Regions from separate parts of the Capsicum annuum genome. Here region 1 is linked to region 2. A link is a contact called in public Hi-C data. All regions are on one chromosome and are shown on one strand. The core of a region is the stretch at or near the end of the contact, and the rest is flanking DNA. Distances in the headings are between cores, read along the strand shown. Region 1 holds the start of LOC107865905. Region 2 overlaps LOC107868160 (rRNA biogenesis protein RRP5).

What was found. Hi-C and Micro-C count contacts between places; a contact is called where the count stands out from the background.
Region 1: a contact with region 2 is called in a Hi-C map of leaf, with 2.5 times the contacts expected there. The contact joins the promoter of LOC107865905 here to the enhancer-like site in region 2. A contact is called at or near these places in 3 of 5 Hi-C or Micro-C datasets (bud, leaf and pericarp).

What each region holds. Positions count from the first base shown.
Region 1 is chr3:256,081,580-256,086,038 of UCD10Xv1.1, forward strand. LOC107865905 reads right to left here and starts at 2,701. Exons shown (of 5, transcript XM_047409853.1): 1 at 1,525-2,701; 2 at 798-936; 3 at 627-652; 4 at 369-501; 5 at 1-264. The coding sequence starts at 1,665. LOC107862280 (probable LRR receptor-like serine/threonine-protein kinase At1g74360) reads right to left here. Exons shown (of 2, transcript XM_016707797.2): 2 at 2,839-4,459. The coding sequence ends at 3,051.
Region 2 is chr3:256,033,779-256,037,935 of UCD10Xv1.1, forward strand. LOC107868160 (rRNA biogenesis protein RRP5) reads left to right here. Exons shown (of 37, transcript XM_047408768.1): 33 at 275-371; 34 at 471-626; 35 at 714-944; 36 at 1,027-1,110; 37 at 1,232-1,797. The coding sequence ends at 1,339. Among protein-coding and RNA genes, the nearest start is that of LOC124897472, 5.2 kb to the left of the region's middle. Within about 2 kb of position 1,868, at least 4 of the 5 cell types and tissues checked have an H3K27ac peak or open chromatin away from gene starts, as enhancers often do. A contact at or near this core is called in bud and leaf, where this site is marked.

The DNA of each region.
Region 1 (4,459 bases), core at 1,451-3,950, 49 kb after region 2:
ATAGATCTCCAGAGCAGTAAACTTCACAGTCTTTACAATAGTGCCTTATGTTTGGCGTAAGCTTCTGTCGAGGTGACACAAAGCCAGAGTTTCTGGACGACTCTGTATTTTTCTTTCTGCGTGAGTAAGTATTATACGCAGGGCTTAGTGATGGACGTAGTGGAGATGTCATACTTGGAAAATGATTTGGACGTGGTAGCGCTGCATTGGGAGCAGAAGATGGAATTTCAGCATTTAAACTTGAATTGCTCTTGAAGATGGTACCTGATAGAATGAAGAAAAAATTGTATCAGCAGCAACGGTAATGAGCAGTGAATCCGAGAAAACAAACATTCAGCAGTAGTTGCTTAGATATTTGTAGATGTTACTCTGTCCATGAGATTCCAAATGTTTTAACATCTCCTGAGGAACTTCGGTGTGTATGCAAGCTGTTGCACCGCAGTCAATTATTCTACCAGCGGATTTCATATTCTTGGAAACCAATGCTTTCTGTCTTTTTACCTAAAACTTAGATATTTTCTTTTAGATTTGAATATTTTGATACACAAAACATCACATGCACGATTCAATGAACAAAATCAGTAAATAGATCAGGGAAGGGAAGGGAAGGGAGGCACAGCACTTACATTTGAATTGCTCCTGGAGGTGGTACCTGACAGAGTGAAAGGAATAAAACATGTTAAAAAGAGCGGCAATAATACTGTACAGTGTGTGCCAATGAATGTAACAACATTCTGCAGAAATTGCTCTGATAATTTGGTTAAAAAGAAAAGAAAAGAAAAGAAAAGATGAATTACCTCTAGCATTAATTTGTTCATCAGATTCAAATGTTTCCTGTGAAACTTTGACATATTTACAGGTGGTTGTTTGGCTGCAATCTAGTATTCCACCAGTGGATCTGTTTCTCTTGGAAATCAAAGCTTTCCATCGTTTTTCCTAAAACTTACAATGATGTTCTGTTAGAAGACTCGAATCTATGACACTAGAGTTAATTCACAGGATCAATCGAACAAAAACTAGTTTATATGTATCGATGATCAAGTCTTGTAACATATGTAAGATACAAGGAGTACACAGATTTTATCATTACCCAAGATACAGTGTACCTTTTGGTAACAAAATTATATACAGCAACAACATACAGTGAAGAAAACATGACAGCGAATAAGGAAAACAGTGCACAGCATTCGCGAAAGGAACAGTAACAGCAACAAATTAGTGTGATAAACCAAACCACTATAAATAATAGATGGTAACAGATATCAAAAGCAAGAAACTACGGCTAATACTATGAGTCTACTACAGACAGTACCAAGCCTATATCTGTCGAAAAGCAAGACATCGACCTCCACACTCTCCTATCTAAGGTCAATGTCCTCCGTAATCTGAAGTTGAGACATGTCCTCACTAATCATCGAGAGTATTGATACATATCAATTGTCATGCACTTAGATGAATCAGGTAATGCGTTCGCGGAATTTATATATAGAAGAAAATGGATAGAAAATTAGAAACAAGACTTACCTCTAAGGGAAAAATATCAGTATTAGCATCATGATCCGGAAATAAATTTGCAATCTTCTGTTTATATTCTAACTCACGCTTAATTGCATTCTCCATTCTCTTATCTTCTTCATCCATTACCCTGCATCGATTATATGTCATGTCTAATTAATCATATCGATCAGCAAATATGAAGTTACTACTAACTAAGGATTTCAACCGATAGCGGCAGAGCTAGGATTTTCATCAAGGGAATTCAAAATTGAAAATTAACACGCGAACAAGCAGAGGAGTTCAACATCTACTATAGACACAAAAATTAATTTTAACCCCTCGGCCATACCTGACGCCGCCCCTGTCAACAGAATGCAAATTCAGGAAAAAGAGTTCACAACAAATAAACTGTAAGGAAGATCAATGAATGTTCCTCACTCCATTAAATTGGAGATTATTATTATGAAGGACATTATTGTTAACTAAATGATCATGCGCTAATTGTGCATTTGGTACAAATATCCTGGAAAACAATATATGTCCATTTTTTCATGCTTTATGGTAGAGAAGAATATTTTTTTTTGATTTGTTGAATATTTTAGAAACTAGTATATATTTTAGAAAGAACAAAAAACATGTTGTGAAGACCATTATATAATTTTCTTTAATTATGGGGATTAGATGGGATATATTTATATAGTTGTATTTGAACCCTGCTACTGTAATTTCACTATGAATGTCATGAGTCCATCAAATATGTATACTTACTTCACTGGAGAACTAGTGAAGATATTTAATGCATTAGAATAGTACATCCACTTCAAATGTTCATGATTACTCCATGATTTGACTCCACTTAGTCGTTAAATTTTGATTAATTTAGCTACTGTTATAAGTAGATGATCTTAAATTTTGGGGACAATAACCATGTAATTTTCCAAGTGCTCATGTTTTTTTCTTTGACGCCATCCACTATGAAAAAGACTTGATGACCTAATTAATTAACAACAAATTCCGTGTACTAGATAATTATGATGATCACCTTAATTAATCATGCAATAATCCATAACATAACTGGAGTTTTACATTTGCCTTATAGGTGAGTTGGTGAGTCAATACTTGTCTCCTTCACTTGCTTTTACTTGGATTAACATTTCTTTTCATCTATATGTAGCCTTATCCTGCATTTCTGCAAGAGGTTGTTTCCACGGCTAAAGAAGATTTAAGTAGCACTATTTTCCAAGTTACCACATCATGCTTAATATGGAGAGTTAATTCTTGTTGTATTATAGTATGATAGTGTAAGAATTCTTTACGATGCACAAAACACAAACTCAAAGGTTAAAACTTTCCATAGGAAATCTTTGAAAACTTAATTCACATTTCAACTCTTATGATCTTAACAAAAATTTTATGTGATCCTAGCAAATCATAATTGCCAAAACAAAGAATCTAAACAAGTTTTTACAAGAAGAATGTGAGATGTGTATGTTACAAATGTGTAAAAATCTATTGACACTTGGCTGTGTAATTTGAAACAAAAAAAAAGTTCATCAAAATGAAGGAGAAGTGCAACGGCTGGATCCTGATCTGTGGCTGCGAGGAATGGCGATCAACATGTCCAATACTTCCTTCATATTTGGCCTAGCATGAGGACTATCAGCAGTGCACCTTATTCCTATTCTAAGCAATTCACACAATTCTTCTGCTCCCTCTGCTAGGCCAGATACCAAAAGAGACACAGGTATAATGGCTCTGGTGAACCCTTGCCTTCCGTCTCCCATCACTCGTTTCGCCCATTCAACTAGGCATTCCTCGCCTCCATCTACAGCGCGTCTCCCTGTGGCTAGCTCCATGGCCAGGACTCCATAACTGTAGACGTCGCCTTTTGTTGTAGCCTGCCAAGTTTGCCCGTATTCTGGTGCAACGTACCCGATTGTACCAGCAACCATTGTGCTAACATGACTATCTCCAGCATCCATGACCCTAGCTAGGCCAAAATCTGTGACTCTTGCTCTTCCGTCTTTGTCTAGCAGCACGTTGCTAGCCTTGACATCTCTGTGGACGATACAAGGGTAGCACTCGTGGTGTAAGAAGACTAAAGCATGTGCCACATCAATTGCCACGTTAATTCGTCTCTTCCATGTGAATTTGGTTGTATCTGTGATAATGTCATCTAAGCTTCCACCTCCCATGTATTCATAGACTAACAATTTCTCTGATCCGTTAAGGCACCAACCATAAAGTGTCACAAGATTTGGATGCCAACCAAAGTCATTTCCACTTAGTACTTCCATTTCAGCTCTAAACTCTCTTTCCCCTTCAATTCCCTCCCTTTGTAGCTTTTTCACTGCCACTTGCCTTCCATCTGGCAAGACTCCGCGATACACTGTCCCGAATCCTCCCTTCCCTATAATTCTGTCATTCGAGAATCTGCCTGTGGCCTTCAAAATGTCAGAATGTGTGAAGCTTGTTCTGTCCAAACGGATAACCTTGACATCATTAGACAACCATGGTGAGGATGCACCTGAACTCGATGCCAGATCATGTCGGCCCTTTGAATCCTCCAGTAGGTATCCTGGTGTGTCTATCGGAGATTTTAAAATGAGGCAGACAACGAGTGTCATAAGTCCACAAACAACGAAAGCCAGCACCAAAGCCAAGAATACCAAAATTGCACCAACTTTTGTAGGCCTTTTGAAACTTCCACCCTTGTTTATAGCAGCATTCGTAGAGTTGTCAATGAAAGATGGAAGGCGCAACAATGGATCGCCAAGATATGATGACTTCTCAAACGTGGCTAATTGCCCACTTTCTGGTATAGTACCATAGATGTGCTCGTTGTAAGAGACGTTGAACTTGCTCAGATCAGACAATTTATTAAAACTAGCTGGGAATAGACCAGAGAAATTGTTGTAGGACAGATCAAGAATCTGTAAGCACTTAATGTATCCAATCTGGC
Region 2 (4,157 bases), core at 618-3,117:
CTGTCAATCTAACATCACATTTTGGGAAAAACTATCTTGGGCAGGTGTGTGCCATCACATTTAAGTTGCCTCAGAAGATATGTGTGATCTATATGGCTCAAGTATAACACTTTGCTCCAAAAGGTTCCTTGCATGGAACAACTAAAAGAACCAATGAGGTGCAAACAAATGCACAACTCATGTTTGATTTAGCGTTTTTAGGTACTATTGAGTTGCAAAATGTGATGGAAAATTATGTATGACTTGTTAGTTGTGTCTTGATTCTTTTCTCAAGGGCCTTGAGGACGATAAATGTGCGAGAAGAGTTGGAAAAGCTGAATGTTTGGGTTGCTTACTTTAATTTAGAAAACGAGTATGGAAATCCACCAGAGGTCAGCAAAACAATGATATTGACCCATTTATGTTCGTTATATTTCACTTTGCAATTCAAGTATTTGCCTCTGAATCCCATATCCTTGATTACGCCCCAGGAAGCTGTTGCAAAAGTATTCCAAAGAGCATTGCAGTATTGTGATCCCAAAAAAGTGCATTTGGCCTTGTTAGGAATGTATGAGAGGACTGAGCAACACAAACTCACAGATGAACTTCTTAACAAGATGGTCAAGAAGTTCAAGCATTCGTGCAAGGTAGTGACACCTAAGAGTGGTTTGGGAAGTGCTTTGGTTGATCCTTATTTAACTATTGCTAACTCTTTGTGTCCTCTTTGCATTTAGGTTTGGCTCAGGCGTATTCAGTGGCTATTGAAACAAAACCAAGATGGAGTCCAGTCAGTGGTGAATCGTGCTTTGCTAAGTCTTCCTCCGCACAAACATATTAACTTTATTACACAAACAGCTATTCTAGAGTTCAAGTGTGGAGTTCCTGACAGGGGTCGCTCCTTATTTGAGAAAATGCTTCGCGAGTATCCAAAGAGAACTGATCTGTGGAGCGTTTATCTTGATCAGGTACTGTATTGAACTGCACTATTGTGTGGGTGAAGAAAATCGTTTTTACAGTACATGACTCACAACTAAATCAAATGAACAGGAGATTCGACTGGGAAATGCAGATGTGATCCGTGCCTTATTTGAAAGGGCAATTACTCTTAGCCTTCCACCCAAAAAGATGAAGGTGATTATATATATTTTCAATACCCTGGAATATTTGTCATGATGTTTCTTTCAGTTGGTTTTCTTGTTTTAAGATGGTGCCCTATCCGTTTTATTAATGGCCTATGATATCTGGAGTGCAGTTCCTCTTTAAAAAGTATCTTGAGTATGAAAAGACGCTTGGTGATGATGAACGAATGGAGGCTGTGAAAAGGAAAGCAATGGAATATGTTGAGAGTAGTCTTGCATGAATTAAATACAGCAGTCGTGGAGATACTGGAATATCTTGACATGGTTCAGAGTCCTTCATAGTGCTGGAGAACAGATTTTCACATGGTATTGTTCAGAAATTACCTTGAGGTTGAAACTGTCTGCTGTTTGGGACGTACAAACATGACTAACTGTGGCAAGAATCTGTTGAAAGTAATGTCCCCAGCACTAGAACCAACTTCTCTTGTTGGAAGTAAGTTGAGTGATTGAAATAGAGTTCGGAGACTGAAATGCAAGTTTTGAAACATGCTAGACGGCAGAGAAGCATGCGGCTTCATTTTTGTTACTGTGTAAAAGAGTAATTTTTGGAACGAACAGAGAAATTGTGGTGTAAAGAGAATCTCAGTTTTATGCAAGGGGGATATGATATTCTGTTAGGCGTTTGTGTATGAATATGAATTTTAGCAATGATAATGAATCCATTTTTAACGCTTGTAAATTTTCTTACGCAATTCCAGTAGGTGATCTCCCCTGTTTCTAAATGTCAAAATGTTGTTGAGAAAGGACTATGTTTTTCCTACATCTATTATCTACCAACACGGATTGTGATGGAGTGGTAAGTACGCTATTTTTATTCAGAGGTTTCTGGTTCAAGTTTCCCTAGGTACGGAGTAGCCTTTGTTAGGGAGCGCTTACACCTAATGTCGGTCTTCCTGGAGTGAATTTAGATTTAGTTGAGAGATCCATTGTGAGTATTGTACCGGGTGGAACCCCCCCCCCCCCAAAAAAAAAAAAAAACAAGCTTGTCTACTATATCAAGTCTTGAAATTGCAATTATCTATTTTATGTCCTTTTGATTGAATTTCCTAAAATTAATTTTTAAAAAATGTTTGAAAATATATGCCTTTAAGGAGAAGCCATCATTGTTATTTTCTGTGTTATGCCTAGACGTCAATTTGTCTTATGGCTAGCACTTCACCAGACTAACTGTTGAGAGACTGAGCAAATGGGGTATTATGGTGAATGGAGACTCTCTATTGTGTGAAGAAGAAATATTGGACTCTCTCAATACTTATCTGGGTTTCGAACGCAAGTACTCCAAACTTGTGTGGCAAGGGCTGAAACAATGGCTAGGGGTTCAAGGTAAAAGTGTAGGTTGGGATCATGAAATACTTAGTAACAGGGTAAAGCGACATAATCCAAGAACTGCAATTTTGGGCTTCCTGTTTGCGGCAGTAGTGTATCAACTTTGGATGGAGAGGAACAATCGAAGGTTCAACTCAAAGAAGAAATCTCACAAGCTACTTGTTAGAGATATTGTGTTGCAAGTGCATATTGTTGGACAAAGAAACTGTGAATGGGCTACATGCCTTCGAAGTTTAGATCGTTTCCATAGATGTAAGCCTAGTCGTCAATCCAGGTGAGACACTGATAGAAATTAGGACGCAGAAGAGATAGAGAAGGAAATATTATTGGTTAAATGAAGTGCAAGGATCTTAAACATTATATTAACCAATAACCAAGTCCGTATGGAGTGGACAGATCTCCAGATATAAAGACAATGATAATATTTTTTCTTTTGTTCTTAGAACTCTACCAGATTCTTCTATTTAAACTAAGACATAAGCAGTTACTGCTATAGATAACTACTATAGATAATTACTGACAACTACTAATAGATAACAACTAACAACTACTAATGGATAACTGCATCCATCCTATCTGAAACTAAGGAACTAAGTTACATTATCTCCATATGTTAAAGCAGCAGTCTTATCAGACACTTCTCTTTCTTTGTTAGGTTGTACAAAATACTTACCGGTTGAATACAATTTTTGTTTAGCCCCCCCTACCCCCCCACCCCCACCCCCCACCCCCGAAAAAAGAAGTAAAAAGAGCAATAAAACAACACTATACATCCCTTAATATATTGGTAACTTTTCTTTAGAAATGATATGCTTAAATTAAGAGTTACTACAATTTTAATCATTATTATTCTACATGATTGAGTAAAAGGGCTCTTAAGGAATAAATACTCACATAGATAGAGTGTCATGACCTGAACCAGGGCCTAGTCGTGACGGGTATTTCAAGTCCATTATGGGTCGGAGACCACCCCTTAGCCTAACCTCAAGAGCACAATAATCATAAAAATAAAGCGGAAGCCAATCAAACCAATAATAATAGTAATAGGAATAGATGAATCAAATGACGGTTCAAATAATTCAAATAACAATTCACCCACACTTGTCCACGATAGCTTCTAAAACCAGAATAGCAACTAAGTTAATAAAAGAAATCAGTGAAATGCCATGGCCTTTCGAAGGATGGAATTTCACCACTTCACATCAACTCAACAAACGCACCACTGATTTGAGGTGGATTTATGCACCTCAGTTTTTCTATCCGGGCTTATTTAGCCTTGTTTTGAGGACTTCACTTGTGCTTAATGAGTAAATCTTTGTATAATTGAGAATCTAAGTGTTAAAATACTTGATTACAATGTATAAGGTGTCTTTAAAACAAGTTTGTAATTAATTTGGTCACTTAGAGTTTAGACGAGAAAACTAGTGTTACTAACTTGAGCTGTGTGTTGTTCTAGTTGATCTCGATAGATTATAGTGTGTGTAATGAGTTAGTAAGGATATGATTGTGTCATAATATGCGTAATAACTTTTTTATAGTGTTTATGGTTCAATTGAAACAAGTCAAGAGACAAAACAATTCGTTAAAGATCAAAAGGATAAAACTAGTATTCTTAGCTTAAGTGTCTAGTTCACCGTCTTGGATTGTATGTGGTTTTGAGCTCTAATTCGTGGTGTTTGATTCTATAGGATTCTTGGTGAGTTTATCATGATT